Regions from separate parts of the Danio rerio genome. Here region 2 is linked to region 1. A link is a contact called in public Micro-C data. All regions are on one chromosome and are shown on one strand. Each heading gives the region's core, a stretch centred on a gene start, on an enhancer-like site or on the middle of the called end of the contact. The rest is flanking DNA. Distances are from core to core; before and after follow the strand shown.

Region 1 (7,934 bases), core at 3,890-6,389:
GTTAATCCATCTAACTACCTATACGCGCATTTAGTTTTTGACAAAGTGTGTAAAGGCCGTTTACATGAAATTGACCCAGATTTCGACAATCCCCCAAATAATCCAAATACAAATAAAACAAAGCAAAAAAATTCACAAAAAAATTTGTTATCTGTAATAATACAGCCACGACACAAGGAGAAAGTACTGAACTACTGAAATGTATTTAATAATTTGTTTGGCAACAACAGCTTCAAAAAGACCTTTGTATGGAGAATGGTGTCCCATGCATTGCTCAGGGGTGATTTTTCCCCCCAGGCTTTAACAGAGTCTTAAAATCTTGATGGTTCGATGGATTTCATCAAATATTAGGCTTGGAAGAAAACACTTCTTTGCAATGCTGCTGTAATTTTCACTGAGAAATGTTTCTTTGACTGTTTCTCAATTCCAAGACACAGAGAACGGACTTGCGTTCTTGTGGAGACTGGTCTTGCCAGGTGTCCTCGGAAGAACAAACTCTGGAGATCGCGAGGGCACAGAACGCGTCCTTTGAGAAATGAGATGCTTCGTTCTTCCTGATGGTCACGTGAACTACACATGTTTTTAAATGTGGTCCAATGTGGATCAAATGTGGTCTCTTCATTGAATTAACTTTTTAATAATTACAGATAACTTTAATGTTTAAGCACAAATAACTTAAAATGGCTAATAGACTAAACTTCCAAAGTTTTCAGCTTTATATTCTTTACTTACCCCCAAGGACATGTATATCAAAGTTAATATTTAGCTGCATTATGTAGGGGTTTTGTAACATCTCATTTTACGAGGTGGGTCCCAATGCTCAATCCCCAACCTGGAGGTAGAGGTCAGCTGCGGGACCCGACCAGATTTCTGCGGCGTTGGAATATATTTCCGAATAAAGCACGGGAGCAGTCGGTAACTGATTTAATTTTGGACGAGAGCAGGTGGTCTAACAATATCGCTCCCGACTCCCGAGCGAGCAAGCACGCGTATGTATGTGTTTGAATGAGACAGCGTGATGCAGCATTAAGCTTGTTTGTTGCTGTGTGTGTGTGTGTGTGTGTGTGTGTGTGTGTGTGTGTGTGTGTGCGTGTGTGCGCACGAATGAGAGAGAGCTTTGTGCTTTCTGTGTGTTTGTGTTTGTGTTTGGTGATACCTATGTGTGTGTGTCACTTGCTTGGTGCTTATGTGTGTGTGTGTGTGTGTGTGTGTGTGTGTGTGTGTGTGTGTGTGTGTGTGTGTGTGGGTGTGTGTTTATACAGACAGCTTGTTATAGGCTGTCTGGACTCTGTATAGCTTGGTGGTTTTCGTTTTTGTTCATTTTTGGTTAATAGTCTGGCGGGAGCGGGATTCAAAAATTAGTCCCGCACAGATCTCTATACCTGGAGGTCCAGGAAATACACACATACACTACGAACAATTAAGCTAACCTAATGCACCTATAGAATCCAAAAAGAAATGCAAACTGACCCAGCCGGGACTCGTGTCCCCCCTGCATTTATATAAATAAAGAAAAGTGTATATAAACATTTACATATCTACTTACTAATTTAACTTTTCTCTTTCGTCAGATGGATTTAAGTAGTGCCTCTGTCCTGCTGCACTTCAGCAAAATTCAGCATCACAAGCAAAATGACCACCTTGTGTCATATAACATACATCGACCAATCAGCATGGTTGTCAAGGTAGAATTTCAAGCGCAACCAGTAATTTTAAACAGAGACATGGTTAATCATTTAAAGAAATTAAAACATTAAGATCTTAAAATACTAATTAAAAGTCTTTTTGCTGCCTAATGAGTAAGTTAAACATACTTGTTTAAGTTTTGATACCAAAACTTGTCATTTTAAGTAGTCAAGTTATATTAACCTAATATCTTTAGTAATGACAACAGCAGTTGTTGCCCACAGTGGAGGTGCTACAGTGGGCATATGAAGCCAGCAATTAAATCTGTTTATTCTGCTCACTGCTATAGGGATTTCCTGGGTTTCTTCTTTAGTTTATTTGGGGTTTTGCTCAAAAGCGCCCACTGGCTTTCGAAAGGAGATTTACTACAGATCGAAGAAAGGTGCAACAAGATGTGAACAATAATTGCAGCTTTTGCTAAATGACGATTTTAAATTAATTTCGATTTATTGAGCAGCCCTATTCCCTGAACTAACCATTTCAAACCCTGTGAGATAATAGCAAATGTGGCAAGATAAATGCAGGTAGAAATAAAAGTTTTGCACATTATTCAATCCTAAAAAGTGACCCTCCTTTTTACGAGATGTAAAATAAGAATATGAGCTCCCTAAGGTGCGTATCTGAAGTCTCAGCTCAAAATGCTATAATGTTTTATAACTCTTTAAAGCCTCTTTTTAGGCTTTGATCTTAATTGTGTAATTTTGGTGACTGTCACTTTCGATTCAAAGGAGATTGTGCTCTTTTCAAAGAGGGCGGAGCTACAAATGCCTATGTGTCAGCATAGTGGCAGATTCAAAAACACGACTATGTCAATGAAAGTGTTTTTGCTGACTGTTTTTTATCAAGCGTGAATTTTTTTTTTTTTTTAAATTACGAATTTTTACTATTAGAGTCTGGCTATATTCACACACTGTTGACACACAACTGTGTTTAAACCACTTTATAAAAGTGATGTTTGCATAATAGGTTCACTTTAAAATATCTTACTATGTGAGTGCACACGTGAATAAGCAAACAAGGTTTTTTTTCCCGCTGATATGCTGTTATTATTAGGACAATCATTAATCCTTCTATTAATTATCTTGCACAGACACACAGTTTGATCGGGGCTCTGCACGGGAGCCAAACTCTGAACATGAGATCGGTGCCCACCTGCTGGCACTCTGCCCTGTGCTGAGAGCGCCAATTGGCAGCACTGGCCGTGTAAAACAGACAGCAGATGGAAGCCGAGCAGAGGTCAGTCCAGCAGTGGGAAACTCAAGCAGCTGATTTCCAGACCTCCAGCACTCCAGCAAACATGCTTTAGATAAAGAACAACAAGGGAAACAACAGCTTTATTTCATAGGTTATCAATGTTTGCAATTTCCATACAAAGGATTCATATTATGGCCCGTTTCCACTAAGTGGTACAGTATGGTACAGTACGGGTCACCTTTATCAGGCTTGCGTTTCCACTACCAAGGGTACTATTTTGGTGGGTGTGGTATACGACAGAAAATTTCAGTTGACGTCATTCTCGCTGGAGGAAACATCAAAGTAGAGCTGTACTGGTCGTTCACATATAATATGACAAACACTTCTCACAAAACAAATGCTTTAAACACATAAATACTTGTGTATAAATGTTCATTACTAACCATTCTATAAAAATGATTTGATTATAACTGCAGATTAATGAGAGTGAAATAGCCTACTGTAACGTCTGCAGTTATATAAAATAAATATATAAATAAATGTAACATTTATAAACACATACAGATCCTTACAGCAGGGCTCAACGATAAGGACTGCCCGATGGCCCGGAGCCAGCATGAGAGGCGCTTGGGACAGTAGACAAGAACATTACTGGCTTGGCATGAGCCGGTATAAAATTTCGACGGTGTGATAACATCGGATAAAAATATTATGACCATTTGATGGTATTGTGGTTACGTCTCTAAAATATGTTGTTTTTTAATGTCGGAATAAAAAGAAAAAAAATTCCCTTTGAACACAATATATTTTATTTTGAGAAACACTAAAAATATTTTGGTTCAGTAAAGATGTCAGGATAAATTATTCAGATCAATCATTGACTTTTTTTCTGTTTTCATTAGTTTCTAATACACACATTTCTTTACAATTTAAAATACCATTTTTGGATATTTTTTTCTTCTGGACATACTGTTGGCCAAAAAAATACTAAATTAAAAAACTTACATATACCTTAGGAACAGTATGGCAGAAAATTTTAAGGGTTTTAAAACCTTGACTTTTCCAAACTACGGTATACCTTGAAAACAGTTATCGCCCAATGCCTATTACTTGCCTGATCGGGACAATGCTGCCTTGTCACCAAAGTTTACTTTGCCTGTGAATATTTGTCAATTGTGTGCATTTTAAGTTTGTGCTTTTAAGCCTTTGAATGCTACCTTCTCCGTGTTGTCGTAAACACCAAATTGCTTTTGGGTTTCTCTAATCTGATTTGATGTTTTGAGCATGCTATTTTGTTCCTATATTTTGGTAACAACCAGTACAGTAAAGTGATGGCAACATCAAATTATAAGGGTAAAGGAAAATGTCTGGTTCTAATATCTTGGTAGCAGACATTTATGTGGAAATAACACAACAACAAAAAAAGGAGCGTTTTGCACAATTTGCCATCAGTATGACAGGTTGGCAAATTTGAATCTGCAATAACACTTTGACTGACATTCTCCCTTTATGCAAGTCATGCGAGGGGGAAAGCCCACTCATTAGTGACGATCTCTCCCTCATTAGCATAGACAGACCTGAGTGAGAAGCAGTCATCTGCCCATTAAAGATTCCCTAGTGGAATCAAGAATAAGGGTTAAGACTACAAACTACAAAAAAAAAAAAGGCAGATGTTTTGTGCAAATAATGTGTATTATTGTAGTAAGTGTGTAATCTATTGTAATCTATTATTTTCTAAACCTCTCATCGCATGATAAAGAATTTTCATTGTTGAATCAGTCAAGAAGCATCACACACAAAACCGCGCTGTTTTTCATTTTCACAACACTAAATGTGTGCCTCTATTACTATAAAAAAGTCACTAAATGCCGTAATTTTGAATCCCCTGTTCATGGGAAGTGACTTTTCTAGATTCACCGGGTGAAAACCAGCAGCATAACTGCAACCAGAAAAAGCTCAAGGCGGGAAAAGGAAAGGAAATGATTGTGTTCAAGTAATTAGAGCACAAATGTTCTGGCTACATTGTTCCTCTGAAAAGACAACACTGTCCCGCAGGCAAACACACTCAAACACAACACACATACAAAGAGAGAGAGAGAGAGAGAGAGAGAGAGAGAGAGAGAGAGAGAGAGAGAGAGAGAGAGAGAGAGAGAGAGAGAGAGAGAGAGAGAGAGAGAGAGAGAGAGGCACGCACATCAGATGCTAATGGAGCTCAAACAAATGTCCTGTCAAACCTGTAAATCTACCTTATAATGATAACCACATTCATCAAGCATATATTTCAGTGAGATGTGGTTAGTTTTCAGTGCTGTTGGTGTGAAAACATGTAAACACGCCCAAATTTACTGTAACTTATTTCAGAATGACAGTAAGCCGCAGTCATTAAGTCTAAAAAGCAGCTATTTTTCTGAGGCAAAATGAAATGAGCAGCAGAGAATCAGCAGGATCTCCTGACATCTGCTGGGCATGATGTTAATTACATGTGAATATTAAAATTGAATATACAGCTTTTAAATGACATAGAACACCCATAGTCTATAATAGAGACAGCAGTTCATTAATTTTTAAATGGCTTTATTTGAAATTGGTCACATAAAGACGACGACGACAACAACAAACTTTGTAATATTTGAAAGAAACATTGGATCTATTTGTTTTTTTGTTTGTGTTTTTCTTATTAACATTTATTGATCTAGTCACTGATTAATGGACTGATTTTAAAATAAAGATAAACATTCGAGGTAAAGTTTAAGGTAAAATTTCTAATAACTAGTGTATTTTGTCTTTGCCATGGTGACAGTGCATAATATTTGTTCACTTATATTCAGCTTAATGTGTCATTGAAAGGCTAAACTTGGTTATTTTATTAACTAGGCAGGTTAGATTAATCGGACAATTCATTAGACAACAGTGGTTTTACTGTAGACCAGTGGTTCACCAACTGTGGTACATGTATCACTCGTGGTACGTGGAGGAATCAAATATGTCATATGTACATGCTACATATATTTTAAAATTTATCAAAAATTATTTATATATGAATATGATGACATATATAGCCTATATTTCTAAGGTCCAGGCAACATTTAAATGGCTACAATATTTTAATATTTCACATTTAAGAAGAAGTTTTTTTTTTTTTACTTTTTAAGAACAGTAATCTTTCATTTTTAACTTTTAAAAGCATATTTTAATTTAAACGTTGACTTTTTATTTTTATTTGTTTGTTTATTTGCTTGTTTTTTCATATAAGCACAGTACTGTGTTAATGTTCTAACTAACCTACTACGCTACTATATTTCTATACAGCTCATTATGATGGTACTTGGATAGACAATTCTTTTCTGAGGTGATACTTGATGAAAAAAGTTTGAGAACCACTGCTGTAGACAATTGGGAACAAAAAAATAATCTTAAGGAGGATAATAGACTGATTTCATGCAGCCGCCATTTTAAAAGCGAAATCAAGGCTGCGGTGCAAAGAAACCCGGTATCGCCTGAAGTCACAAATCTTATCAGCAAAGAGAGAGTGACACAAATTTATCTTTTCACCACCAAGGTCCATTCTGAATGGATAGGGAAAATAAAAAGGGATATCAGACCTCATTTTTAGCTAAGTTAAGGGAAATGTCACTAGTTAGCTAACATTTTCTTTCCCAAACACACGTTTTAGATGCCATTTATCAAACTCAAATTAATGAACTGAACCTTTCATTAAATAATAGACCTGTAACGATACTGAATTTCAGTACTGAATTTTAAAAAAAAGCGCCCACTGTAATTCACTGATATTTATCGAGTGCAAACCCAGACGAGCTATCCGCTGATAACTCGACCAATCTTGGCGGCTTAAAAACGCTCCAGTGTTCGTGTATTTGTTTTTGCACTAGGTGAAGGGCAGTAAACGGATGACCTTCACGGCCAATCACTGTCCTTTCTGTTGAGCACCGGTGAATAGTATGTAAGGGTGTCACAATTTCAATGTTAAATCGGAAATCGATCGAAATTCATGCTCAATTTCAATTATCGAATAAAAAAAAAAAGAATCGTTGATGCTGCCACGCCCCCATGTCACGTCAGCTTGGCTTGCCAAGAGGAAAAAAACATGCTTGTTGAAGAGCTTGTTGAACTGCAGATGCAGGAGACCCGTCGACAGAACTTAAACCCTTTCCTCTTTCAATGAATTCGCCGATGTGAAAGTATTTTGGATTACCAGTGAGTTATGTTGACAACGTTCCTGTTGTCGGAAAAAAAAAATAGTTTGCAAGCTCTGCTATGTATTAGGGTTGGGCCGATAGACAACACTGGCATTGCGATCCTCCGCCCCGCCCACGTTGCCAATCCGCTCGTGAAAAATACACACTCAGGCCATGTTTACATTTATGCAGCGTTCACATCAGAAGCGTAATGCATGTCAAGCCCATGCATGTCAAGCCCAAGAGTGATTTACATGTTAAGTCAATGCTAATGCGCGAATAGACATCCTGCGGCATGATACACGCAAATGGCGCGGCGCGAATGATGCAAATTGCGCGAATGGCGTGGTGCGAATGGCGCGATACACACGAATGGCGTGGCGTGAATTGAGCGTTTTGCACGTTTTGTGCTTTTGACGTGCGTTTCGCGCAAATCACTCGAGTTTGAAAATCTGAAATTCAGCGGACATTCGCGCAATTTATCCACGTGTTCCGCGTCTGGTGTGAACGCAGCATAATAAGTCTTAGTTTTTAAATGGCATTTTATAACGATAACGATCCACACTGGCGTTTTGCATTTCTGAGCAGCCCTCCTTCCTCACTACCGCTGAAAACGCACATCACGTGATCACACACACACAGGCAGGCACACACAGAGACGCACACACATTGTCTTGCACTCGAGACAGCAGGTCCAGGCAGTCAGCGGGTCAGTAGACTGCTTCAATCTTTTACTTTCACACTTGTACTTGGTAATTTTAGGGAACACCTCAGATACTGTTGGCTGGTTCCTGTTGGTTGTGCACCTTTTTTTACCGACGGCATTATAAGGACACAGATCACTGCCTATTTACGAGT
Region 2 (7,934 bases), core at 3,716-6,215, 150 kb before region 1:
CATGCTTTAAATGATAGACATATGTGATGTTTTGGTATCATATCTAATATAAGACTTGTTGTTGTTATTATGTAAACATTATAAAAAAAGTAATAAAAACATCACACTGTCATTTTAGCTCTCAAAAGACGTATTTAAATACTGTTTCAACCTACAAGTCTATATCAGGTCACACAGGAAACACAAGAGAATGCAAGATAGAAGCTGCGTCCGAAATCACTTCCATTCCATATAAAGCGCTAAAAACAGTATGCGAGCCGAGTAGTATGTCCGAAATTATAGAATCCAAAAATCAGTGTGTGAGAAGTACCCGGATGACTTACTACTTCCGGCAAGATTCTGAAGTGTGCATAGGATGGATGCTAGGTTTTCCTCTGATGCTCCGCAATAAAATTTATGAATGGGAGTGAAGTGACACAATTCACGCAGGTAAGTTATGTGATCATGACAAAATGGCAGATGTAGTACATCTGGATTCCATTCATACTACACACATTCAAACTGTATAGAACATACTTTTTGGCCGAGTAATACATTTTAATTCAAATATAGTAAATACTGAGTAGTAGACGGTTTTGTATACAGCCATAGTCAAGACTTTTTCTATTGTGATCAAGCACCTACTTTTAAGAATTTCCTAGATAAGCACACTGATGTTTTTCTTTTTAAATATTATGTAAACATTTGTATGAACTACTATTTAACACTAATGCTTTTCTATGTGTGTGTGTGTGTGTGTGTGTGTGTGTGTTTGTGTTCATACTCTGTCTTTGGTCATGGTTGACGTGGCTGAGGTTGAAGATGCTGAGGAAGTGTTTCTTGTCGTCCAGCTCAGCGGTGCAGTTCATCTCGTCTGCAGTGAAGCGTGTGCTGAGAGGGGAAGGAGTCCTGCGTTTATTCTCCACGGCCGGCGGCGAAGGGCTCCTCTCCTGGAGCATCAGCCTCCTCTTTCTCCTCTTCATCTCCAGCACCTCGTCTCGCTTCGGCAGAGTCGTCAGGCCAAACAAACCCAGAAACGCCGTCTTCTGCAGACACAACACAAACACAGTACAGGAAATACTCTCTCACTTTCTAAACGCATACAATTCAAGTCATAATTATTATCCCTTCTGTGATTTTCTTTTTCAAATATTTCCCACATGATGTTTAACAGAGCAAGGAATTTTTTACAGTATTTCCTATCATATTTTTTTCTTCTGGAGAATTCTTATTTTGTTTTATTTCAGCTAGAATAAATGCAGTTTTTATTTTTTAAAGACATTTTATGGCCAATATTATTAGGCACCTTAAGCAATACTTTTTTTGATTGTCTATTGAACAAACCATCTTTATACAGCAATAGAAACAAGTTGGAATTAAGCAAGTTTTTCCTTCGTTGATTAATTAGCAAGTTAAATAATATGCCAATTGTGGAATGGGGGGTGGGGTGTTGAACAATCAATAACCTTATTTCAAAACTTGATATTTTTCGTACTCATTTCAAACAATTTTTCTTGATTTTGGAATTTTTAGATATTTAAACTAAAAAGAAGACAAAAATGGTAGAGAATAAACCGGCTTGTGTTTCCATCAAGCAAAAGTCTCCTTGTCTTTTTAAAGTTCAGTTCATTGATCGGTTGTTTGAAGGTGGCTCTAAAAAAGAATCAATTTCATAGACTCCCTATTTTAAAGGAGCTCTCTGCTTTGTTTTTTGTTTTGTTTTGTTTGTTTGTTTTTGGAAATAAGCTCATTTAACAGCTCCCCTAGAGTAAACAGTTGATTTTTAGGACTTTTTCATTTCATTCAGCCAACCTGCAGGTCTGGCGGGAGCACTTTTAGCTGAGCTTAGTGTAACGGAGGCCAGCTAGTAAGTGCTGCGCAGGTAAACCTCACTCCTCTGACCTCTAAAGGTGCTCTAGCTAGAGGCCATGGTCTTTAGCCACCTTGGTAGAGCAACCAAGTCCCAAGCAGAAGGTCGCTGGATTGATACCAGCTCAGAGCGGGTTGGGTGGTGTAGGACCGGTGGGGTTACATTAGCATTAATTATTGAATCATATTAGACTGATTATTCTTATTACAAAAGAGTTTTGATAATTTTCGTATTTAAAGGCTTGAGTCTTCTGTAGGTCCATTGTGTACTATGAACAAGGGAAAGTGAAGAGTTGCTATTGTTTAGGCCAAAATTTTTGCATAATAATCAAGGAAATTTGCTGCTGTATTACTCGGCCACTTTTTTAGGTACAACTTACTAGTAACGAATTGGACCCCCTATTGCCTTCAGAACTGCATTAATTCTTTGTGGCATAGATTCAACATGATACTGGAAATTGGAGATTTTGGTCCATACTGACATGATAGCATCACACAGTTGCTGCAGATTTGTCGGCAGCACATCTATGATTTGAATCTTATGTTCCACCACATCTCAAAGGTGCTCTATTGAATAGAGATCTGGGGCCTCATGTATCAACGCTGCGTATGCACGAAAACTTTGGATTTACTAACGATGAAATAAATGTGAGAATGTGCGCTGGTCCACACTAACTTCATGTCTGGCGTACGTGCATTTCTTGTGTGTGTTTGTTTTATTTGCATTGGTGACTCCTAAAGGCAATTGTGTTAAATTATGTTAAATTGCACACTACAAAGTGTCTTTGAGCTGTGCAATGGCAACTGTATGGGACGGGATCATCCGCATGTCAAGCAGGTTAATAAGGTTTCAATACCATGCAGTTGACAAGCCAAACATTAAAGCGCAATCTGCAGCAATCGTCGGTTGTCCCAATGTAATCAGAGCGATCGACTGCACGCACATTACTATAAAGGTGCCATCTGAAAACGAATTTACATACGTCAATCAAAAACATTACCAAATAAATTGTGATGCTCAAATGCGCTTAACATAATACACACACTTATTACTGATTCCTACTTGCCTTTCTTGTGATGAAGAATAGGCAAAATCTGACATGTAATGGGGAAAAAAGAAAAATAAGTTCTTATCAGAAGCTGGATTCGAAACGGGTTAAGGAATGATAGTGACAAAACATGTTGCCATGTGCTATAAGAGCTACGCTCGACTATCACTCAAATAGCTCAATCCAACGAGGTGTCCAACAAGACCCCACTGTGTTAACCGCTCCAACTCTTCCACTCTATTGTTCTTCTTTTGTTATTAATTCCGAAGGACAAACTTGCAAATAACACAGTTTTCCTCCGCTCTACCTCCGATAGACACACCTCCAATTCACATTCTAATCAAAGTTTCTCTTTTTGCTTGCTTTTGCCATTGCTTTTTTGTTTGGTTTTGCCAAAGTAGAGTCATTAGCATATGGGGGAGAAGGCAGGGAGGGGTTTTGTGCTTGTTGACGTGCGCTCAGTTTCACATTAATGTAACTCTCATGTACAAAGAGAATATGCGTGGGATTCTGCATATGCAGCGTTTCATACATCTGAATTTTTTACTGCGTATGCACATTTACAGTTTTGTGCGTACGCAATGTTTTAGTATGATTTCAACGCAAGACTTCGTACATGAGGCCCCTGGTCACTGTGGAGGCCATTTGAGTACAGTGAACTCATTGTCATGTTAAAGAAACCAGTCTAAGGTTATTCGCACTTTATGACATGGTGCGTTATCCTGCTGGGGGTACACTGTGGTCATAAAAGGACGATGACACGATACTCAATTTGATTGGCTGCATACCTCATTCGAAACGAGTGGTTATTTGAGTTTCTGTTGCCTTTCTATCAGCTGGAACCAGTCTGACCATTCTCCTCTGACCATTGGCATCAACAAGGCATTTGCGCCCACAGAACTGCCATTCACTGGATATTTTCTTTTTTTTCAGACCATTCTCTGTAAACCCTAGAGATGGTTGCACGTAAAAAAATCCCAGTAGATCAGCAGTTTCTGAAATACTCAGACCAGCCCGTCTGGCACCAACAACCAGGCCACGTTCAAAGTCACTTAAATCACCTTTCTTCCCCATTCTGATGCTCAGTTTGAACTGCAGCAGGTCGTCTTGACCATGTTTACATGCCTGAATGCTGAGAATCCTGAGTTGCTGCCATGTGATTGGCTGATTAGAAATTTACATTAACGAGCAATTGAACATGTGTACCTAATAGAGTGGTGGGTAAATGTACATTAATCTGCACCTGAAAACTATAAAGACAATAGAATACATAAGACATGTCACTTGTATAGTTTTGAATGGGAAAAAAAGGGTAACGGTCAATATGGCCACCAAGGGGAAGCAAGCACAGCACTTAAGCAAAGGAGCCAATAACCATTTGCTATATACTAATGATCATCCAGGACAGAAGCTCAGTCCAGACGTGTATTTTTATAAGTTTCTGCAGCTTCATTGTTATGAACCCTATGGGGTTGCGGTTAATATTTGCCTCACAGACATGAGAAATACATCTACATGAAGCTTGAAATCTCTACAAACCAACTAAACTTGGAGATTAATGTTCTCTGGTTTTGTTACCTATAAGAAATGAGCGTGAGTGAAAGTCTGTCCCTTCTGACCTCATGAATTCACCATTTAAAGGCAAATCACAAGACGGAAACTGATTGAACGCCCACAAACTTTTTTTTAATTATTTAAATTGGAGTGGCTTGAACATAAAACAATTAAGTCGTCCTTACAAAAACCCTCAAGAAATGTGTTGTTTTGGCTTATTTTAAATAAGTAGTTTGAGCAAACAGCAAATGTCATTTTTTGAGTGCACCAAACATTTCGTTGAATGCAAGTTCTCTGAAATGCTACATATGCAAATGAGGTATTATATAAAAGCACTTTTTATTACAAAATTTAAACCCGCTCCAATAATCAATAATACCATAATAGTTGCTGCACCAGTAAATCACGGTAGCTCTTTTTCCCACCATAGTAAATGTCACACAACAAACAATTCAAGCATTCTGTGTCAAACTATTGGCTCAGGCACTTCAGAAGGACTAAAACAACATTTGTGAGGACTGACTGGTTAGTCCAGTTATCCAACAGCCACAGTCACCTGAGTTTTTTTTTCTTTTGTAGCACATATGTAATAAATGCATTTAAGTATAATAAATAAATACCTCTGTAGATGTGTCTAGTTTGAGCGGAGGCTGCTGAGCGACTCTTCTCAGATGAGCTCGAACTTCCTCTTCATCGCTCTCATCATAAGAGTCATCTAAGTCATAATAATAACCTGAAATAGACAGATAATTATTGTTACTGAAGCATTGAAAAACACAAAGGCCACTTAGACACACACAAAAACACACAAATACATATTAGCACAAAGCAGATACATAATAACATTTTTCTGTTTTACATTTAGGCTAAATCTGTCATCAGCTAATTCTCACTTAGAGTTAGCCTTTAAAAGTACTAATAATATGAACACCATTATATATGTAAATTTTATAAAGATATATTAAAAGTTATTTTGCCATATAATACAGTAGTGTAATTTTTGAACAGTAATCTTTTGTGCTTTTAGACTAGTTCCAGTTATGGCTTTAGTACTGACTCATATATGCACAAATGTATTATTGTAAAGCATCCTATAGAAAATATTAATTTAAAAGAGAGCTCTGTGAGAGGTGTATTTTTTCAATCAATTAATCAATCAATAAATAAATCAATCAATCAATCAATCAATCAATCAATCAACCAATCAATCAATCAATCAATCAATCAATCAATCAATCAATCAATCAATCAATCAATCAATCAATCACTTGATCAATTATTCAAATGAACCCACCAACCAACCAACCAACCAGTCAAATGAACTCATCAATCAATCAATCAATCAATCAATCAATCAATCAATCAATCAATCAATCAATCAACCAACCAACCAATCAATCAATCAATCAATTAATCAATCAATCAATCAATCCCACCAAACAACAAACCAAACTATCAATATACCAATCAATCAATCACATCAACCAACAAAATCAATCAACTAATCAATCAATCAAATGAACCCACCAATAAAATAATGAAACAAAGAAGCCCACTAATTAATCAATCAATCAATAAATCAATCAATCAATTGATAAATAAACCAATTGTTTGTGAAATTTAACCATTTATCAATTAATTGATAAATAAACCAAATCAATTAACTAATAAACGAACCAATCTTTTGTTAGTCATTTTATTTAGGAGATCCTCCACCTGATACCTTTCTCTCTGGCCTCTCTGCGCTTCTTCTCCTCCAGGTCAAGTTTGCTGACGAGTCTCCTCTGACCGACCCCCATCACCGGCTCTGATCTCTCCATCTCCAGCCTGATGTCTGCAGCTCCAGCCTGACCGAGCTTCAGAAGGCTGACCCGCGGCTGCTCACCCTCTGCTGGAGCTCTACTGGGGCCTGAGAACGGGTGGATGTGGGACAGAGGACGGTCAGAGGGCGCATGGAGGAGCGAGACGGGGGTCCAGAGGCTGCTGGCGACGGGTGGAGAGCGGAGCTGGTGGTGCTGATGGTGCCGGGGAGCAGGTCTGGGGGTGATGAGAGGTGGTGGCGCACCCAGCGCTGGAGGTAAATCTCGGACAGGCACATCATTATGGTGAGAGCTAAACCTGAAAACAGAAGACAGTATTGGAGATGGCCACAAGAGGGCAGTATGAAAACAGGATTGTTTTTTCTTTGATGGGAGTTAAAGGGATAGTCCACCCAGAAATTAAAACGTCCTCACCATTTAATCACAGTCTAGTGTTTCTAAACTTTTATGAATTTCTTTCTTTTGTTGAAAAAAAAATAAATAAAAAAAGACATTGAGGAATTTTGGAGAAAGGGAGCCATCAACACTCATAGTAGCCAAGGTTATAATAGATTTAGATTTTTCATTAGTTTTAGTTTTTATTTCGTTTGGAATTTTTGTTTTCAAATTCAATTAGTTTCTAGAGGTAGACTAACTAGTTTTTATTAGTTTTTAATATTTTGAAATTGCTTAGTTTTAGTTTAGTTTTTATTTTTTTCAGTATTAGTTTAAGTTTTTAGTTAGGTGCAAGATTCAAAATCATTAGAATAAACTCAACCAAAGAACACTACCATCTACCACTACCATCTACTCATCCTCAAATTCAAATACAACAGCCCACAAGCAGCCTTAAGTAAAAAATATGTAGGGCTGCAACAACGAATTGATTAAATTGATTAAAATCGATTACTAAAAGCATTGGCAACACATTTCACAATTGATTCGTTGTGTAGGGCGATGTGGAGACATTTATTAACTTATTAACAGCAAAGAGCAAAAAAACAAGTGGAGGTAACGTTAAAAGAAAGATACATGGCTAAGGCAGAGAAATCTGTGCGACCGTAGTCATCCAAGGTGTGGGAGCATTTCACACTAAATAAACAAAAGCAGCATGACATAAAAAATTCAAACTGAGCTTTGATGTGAAAGACGTGTCATGTTTTCACAATTATGCTGTGTTTTTGACCACTAAATGCTTATTTTATGTTTTAGACATGTATATACATACAAGTACTAGTAAAACAATACATTTAGAGTTCTTTAAAATACAGAAGAAAGTCTATGAAAGTCTAAAAATCCATTTATATATAATTTGCCGATGTGTATAATTCATATCAGATACAAGTAGTGAAAGTAACTATGAAGTTCACTTTATTTTTCTTCCAGCTTGCATGCATTTTGGGATTAACTGATGAATTTACGTGCTGAATCCTGCGTGTTCTGCTTTTATGAATGAGGCATTTGACTGGACACAAGTAAACATGGCGATGCCCATCTCACGTTATAGATCACAATCAAGATCATTTATACCTCTTTTAAACAACAACAAAAAAAAAAAACACTTACTTATATTTTGTATTAAAACGGAAAAGCATAATAAAAGGGATACATCTGTCATCCAGCGCTATTCTAACTGCGGCGTTTCACGTAACAAACATGACGCGTCGCCACGGAAAGATTGAGG

Evidence for each region. A called contact is a pair of places that touch in the nucleus more often than the background predicts.
Region 2: a Micro-C map of caudal fin shows a contact between it and region 1, with 20 times the contacts expected there. The contact joins two enhancer-like sites. A contact is called at or near these places in 3 of 18 Hi-C or Micro-C datasets (caudal fin, embryo and hematopoietic stem cells) and 1 of 4 datasets of contacts at active chromatin or transcription factors (caudal fin).

Annotation. Positions count from the first base shown.
Region 1 is chr25:23,129,161-23,137,094 of GRCz12tu, reverse strand. It overlaps a transcript of dynlrb2 not described here. Among named protein-coding and RNA genes, the nearest start is that of dynlrb2, 14 kb to the right of the region's middle. Within about 2 kb of position 5,139, at least 5 of the 62 cell types and tissues checked have an H3K27ac peak or open chromatin away from gene starts, as enhancers often do. A contact at or near this core is called in caudal fin, where this site is marked.
Region 2 is chr25:23,283,617-23,291,550 of GRCz12tu, reverse strand. It overlaps gse1a (Gse1 coiled-coil protein a), which reads right to left. Exons shown (of 17, transcript XR_012400400.1): 9 at 6,175-6,569; 10 at 5,072-5,184; 11 at 764-1,025. Among named protein-coding and RNA genes, the nearest start is that of sigirr, 26 kb to the left of the region's middle. Within about 2 kb of position 4,965, at least 1 of the 62 cell types and tissues checked has an H3K27ac peak or open chromatin away from gene starts, as enhancers often do. A contact at or near this core is called in caudal fin, where this site is marked.